Regions from separate parts of the Arabidopsis thaliana genome. Here region 2 is linked to region 1. The links are chromatin contacts, called in public capture Hi-C maps. All regions are on one chromosome and are shown on one strand. The core of a region is the stretch at or near the end of the contact, and the rest is flanking DNA. Distances in the headings are between cores, read along the strand shown. Region 1 holds the start of AT1G65985 (transmembrane protein, putative (DUF247)). Region 2 holds the start of AT1G66190.

Region 1 (2,700 bases), core at 151-2,650:
TAAAATCGATCGGCAACCGCTTGGTGTTTAGATTTTGAGGTTTTTGTTAAATCTAGTCTAAAACGCGTTTTAAATTTAAAATTAAATTAAGCCAACTTCGTAACTAATGCCCAACCCGAAAGATAAACCCGAAGTGAATCTCAACACGATATCTAAACAATGACACGAAATCGAAATCCTTTGTTTGAAACAAAAGCTTTTCAGCTCGAAATTTAAACCCTGGCCTGAAAGCTTGGGTATTGAGAAACATGAAAGTATAATTTTGGTTGGTTATCTATTATAGTATTATTATTAGTTAAGTAAATAGTCTTATTTATCGATTACTAATGTTTTAGCAATAGTAGTATGACCTGGCCACACACAAAAAAACGCACGATGGGTGTTTTTCTTCTTCTAACTAGTCAACGGTATTAAGTATTAACTTGATGCTGTGAGCCTGCGAGCACGAATCCATATATAAATATATATATATATATATATATATATAATTAAAAGTCCAGAAGAGTTAATGTAAGGAAGCTACGTTCCAACTACTTCATTTACTTTTTTTTTTTTCTTAAAACTACTTCATTATCTAATTAGCTCATGAAGAAAATTATTGAAAATGGTCATCATTAATTGTCATTAAAGTCGTGTTCACATTCTCATTTCCTTTCGCAACACAAAGGGTATGATTACCTTGTTGGATAACCTCTTTAGCACAACTTTATATTTTTTTATTCAATATTTACCTCTGTTCAGTTGATGTATTACCGAGTAAAAAACTAAAAATAATATTTCTGCAGTTTATTCTTTCTTTTTTTTGCCAAAACTGTATTTATCATAAAATTAAGTCGAGGTTTACCAAGCTAATCTAGGCTTGTATTATCATGGCGAAATATGGCAACAATGACTTATTCTATTTTCATAAAGTAACAATTAGGATGAGTTGTACTATTTTCATGTTTTAATAAAAAAAACCAGAAAAACTTTTATAAATTAATAAAATCTGGATTTATATATTTTATTAATTTGTAGAAAAATTTGTCTAATTTCTTAGTTTAAAATAAAATTTCTAATTAAAATAAGTTTTTTTTTGTTGTAAATATTAATTTTCTACAATTAAGTACAAGTGAGAAAGCAAGTATCGTGTGTAGAAGACAACACCAACAAATTTTAATGAAGTAAAAATATTATAGACGAATTCTAACAAAAATTATTGCGAGTTCTAGATGTTTTACTGTATTAATACTTGGAGATCATTGTTATTAACAGAGTGGGACCATTAAAAATTTGAGGCCCATACGAATTATTAAGTATTCCGTATTATATATTTTTATAACTACAAGTTGTACTATTTTTATATTTTTATTCATTGACTTATAGGTTCGCTCTCTGTCAAAAATTTTTATCAATACTAAAAGACACATCTTCCTGCTTTTAAAGAAATCTCTCTTTTTATAACTACAAGTTGTACCATGTTATTCATTGACTTATATATGATCATCTACTTCGAACAAATTTTCATAATACTGAAATACCCCCTCTCTGTCAAATTTTCTAAACAAGAAAAATCGTTAAAGGGTTTAAAAGAGACGGATCTTCTTCCCATAGCTCATCCATATTACCAGTAAGCTTTCTTCCTTATAGTTATGTCTTTAATTGATATATATATATATATATATATATATATATATATATATATATTTATATATATATATATATATATATATATTTATATATATATATATATTTATCTATAAGCATGCATGATGTGAACAAAGATAATAATTGAAACCAATTTTCAAATAGAACCCATCTCGGTTTAGAAATAGATCTAAGAATATATTATACTCGAGTCTTCAACTTTTTATTTGTTTGTGCAAAACAGAAAAAAGTCCTTGGACTAATCCAAGATGGAAGTTCATATAGATTTGGATGAAAAAGTTCAGGAACCCTGCATTTATAGAGTACCAAATCGGATGCGAGTAGTGAAACCTGAAGCCTATACACCCAAGGTGGTCGTCATTGGCCCACTTCATCGTTCTCTCAAATCAACTGCTAAGGACGGCGCTGAAACAAGTAGCAATCCATGGTACGTCAAACACATTACACACACAGACGAATATATATGACGATAAATATATGTACAATATCGTCAATATTTTCTTGATTTCCTTTTTTTTTTGGGCAAATGCTTATATTTTCTTGATAATATATTAAAATAATATTAAAATGTAAAAGAACTCAAAAATTTATCAACAAATACAGCTATCATCTCAATTACGATTTGACCTAATATTTGAATTTGATCCGATCCAATTCAAAAACAGGTTAGTAAAAAAAAAAAAAACAGGTTAGGACTCAGATTTTCGGGAATCTAGATCCGGATAAGTTGGATCCATTTTGATATATATATTTTTTTTAATATATGTATTAGATATATCTAAATATTATATGTCGAAAAAAAAAATCTGTATATTATATAATAAACTGATGAGTACCTGAAAATATCACAAAAAATAAACTTCATTTTAAAAACTTGGAGTATCTTTAATAATGTTCATGAAAAATATGTTAGAAAATGTTCTCAAATGTTTATGAAATCAATCAGATTATATTCTATTTAATACTTTGTTTCGCTATTTTCTTCGGATTCAGATCAAATTCGGGGAATTAGCATATTCAGATCTGAGAAGCTGTTTCTGAGATCTGGAAAAT
Region 2 (2,700 bases), core at 201-2,700, 85 kb before region 1:
CAGTGTGTATTAAGCAATTGTACCGGTTGACACTGCCGGAGTTTGTGATTTGGGGCCTTTCTTTCTTTTTCTTCTTTTTATAATCTTTTGGGTTCTGTGGTTAGAGCAAATTCGGTTTGCTCTGTTTGTTTGACCTTTATTGAAACCTTTGGTATTGGTACTAATAATACAATCTGAAAAGGCCTCTTCATGTTTCAATGTTAGAGACTAATTAAAGATCTCTTTTATTTTTCATTTTATACAAACATGAAACACCAATGTTGATCCTGTCTGGTCCGTTTTTGATCTATGACTCACAAGATCGTTGCGTACTCATATCAACGGCTTTTTGAACCCCTTTGTTTGCAAACAAACCACCAATGTGGGATGCTTATCAGTAGACCGAACAAATGACTACTTCTCCGGAATTTTATTTCCTTTCACCTTCCTTGATAACAAAGTGGATCTCAATGGGGACACTAACGAGACCATCAAGGTAATGAATAATGGGCCATAATATCTAGTGGACTATATTGAATATAAGTCAGCCTTGTAAGCTTGAGTCCATGTTATTATATCTATAAATTGGCATAACAATTGTTTAATGTGAAGACATAACAAATTTTTCAATCACAAAATTGTTGTTTCCATTTTGTGATCTTGCCTATGCAGTAGTATTAAAAGGAAAGTTATCCGAACTATTCCTAAGAGCACTCTTACTTCTATAAACGGTACTAATTAAGCCTTTTGTCTATTTTTAGAAGCAATATACCAACATTATCTGTCACATGGGTGCAAGTGATTTTGATCCATCATGGGCCGTAATCGGATCGGTCTAAGGTTCGTTCATATATTTGTCTTCTGCTAATAGTCTTGACTAGTCATTTGAAACCAGACTTCTCCTCTTCACAAAAATGTGTGAACTTTAAAACAACCATTACTTACCACAAACTAACAAAAACTTATTGTGGTACGGGACCATCATACTTATGTTCTTGAAATTTAATTGCGTAAGAAAACTGTTGGACAGAAATAATTCCTTATCATACAACAACATTCATCTCCACAATAAGCCTTGTTGACTTAAAATAATATAATTGGATAGTCATCGTCATCGTCATCGTCATCGAAACCAAAAGCTTTACACTTCAAGGTGGAGAAGAAAGTGCGTGGTTACTTCTTCCACATACTATAATAACAAAGAATCTTTTCAAAATGAATTAAAAATTTGGAAAAACTGAATCTTGTATCTAATTTTTTTTCTGTCACAACCATATTCTCGTAGTCCAGTCCATAACAAGGACTTGTAGTCCCATATTTATTGAGATATTAATGCACGAATTAAGTATACGTATACGGGACCGCTGGTGATACGTAGGATAAGCACTATGCAATTCCAAATCCAACTAACACAGAAATATAAAAAAACATTTTCTCCATGGAATTATTTAGATTGCCGTATCCATTTGGTGGACCTTAAAGTAAGGCCAACACACCTACTTACTTTCATTTTTCTTTACTATTTCCTTTAATACGAAATAAATATATTCTTCAATCATTTTCCTTAGCCTTTCCCTTCGCCACTATTAACGTTTATCTCACAAATTTTATTTACTCTATTCCCACAATGCTCCCATTTGCCAACTACTACATTTCTTCACCATCCGTCTCGGAGAAGAATGCTATCAACAACAACGTAAACAAGAGGAGGAAGAAGAAACGGGCGATGATGGTTTATGGTGGAGGAGGAGGAGGAGATGATTTAGCGGTGGTGAAGGCGGCGGCGTGGGCTTGGTACTTACGGAAAGAAGGCAAACCGATTATGAGAGAGTTTGATGTAACGAGAGCACAAAGAATACCTCGACCTTCACGGTACAAGATCGAAGCCACGAAGAACATGATCCTCTCTGAGAATAGGGTTTTGGCCGAGAATAGGGTTTCTTCTACTAAGTCTCCGCTTTGGTACACGAATTATCAATTTCGTGGGGATCAAGAAACGTATTACTCTCGTCTTCTTGATACTTACGAAACCAAGAACATCTCCAAGAGGCTTAACATTGATGATTCTAGTTTCTCCACGAGTTTAAGTAGTGTTTTGAAGCACAACGGCGATGATCATCATAATCATAATCGTAATGATGATTATGGTTTTGATGATCATGGTTTGTTGAAGAAGAGAAATGGTAGTGACAGTAATACTACTACTAGAAGTAAAACAAATAATGACAAGAGTTATAATGGTGGCTTCATGAAAAAGGTGAGCAAGAGAAGTTTATGGAAGGGAATGATTGTGATGGGTCCAGGGTCGACGGTTTGTGGGAGAAGTGATGACGTGGCTTCGCAGGCCGGAAGGAGAACGGTTAAGGTTGCGGTGGCTGCAGAGGCTCTGGTCAGGTCGGCGGCAAGTGGGAGTGGCAAGACTCAAAGTGGTCATTGCTAACTTTAGTGGTTCTTGGGTTGTTGAACTTTGAAGACTTTTTAGGCTGGAAGGACTTTTTCTTTTGAACATTGTTTTTGTTTTGTTTGATTTAATTGTACATTTCTTACTTTCAGTTTGCGATTTTCACTAGCTATGTTTTTTTTTACCAGTTTGAGTAAATATTTACATCTTTAGGGAAAAACTGACCAAAAAAAAAAAATGAAATTGTTCTAGCTCATTTGTGAGTTTAGATTAGTATTATCTCCCTTACATCATAAGAATTACTTAATTACAGCTTACCT

Evidence for each region. Capture Hi-C pulls out chosen DNA fragments and counts their contacts.
Region 2: a contact with region 1 is called in a capture Hi-C map of seedling, with 1.6 times the contacts expected there. A contact is called at or near these places in 3 of 26 Hi-C or Micro-C datasets (callus, root and seed embryo) and 1 of 3 other capture datasets (seedling).

What each region holds. Positions count from the first base shown.
Region 1 is chr1:24,567,666-24,570,365 of TAIR10.1, reverse strand. AT1G65985 (transmembrane protein, putative (DUF247)) reads left to right here and starts at 1,400. Exons shown (of 6, transcript NM_001334231.1): 1 at 1,400-1,609; 2 at 1,871-2,074. The coding sequence starts at 1,896.
Region 2 is chr1:24,652,748-24,655,447 of TAIR10.1, reverse strand. It overlaps AT1G66190, which reads left to right and starts at 1,450. Exons shown (of 1, transcript NM_105290.3): 1 at 1,450-2,700. The coding sequence starts at 1,607. The coding sequence ends at 2,419. It overlaps GSR2, which reads left to right. Exons shown (of 10, transcript NM_105291.4): 10 at 1-333.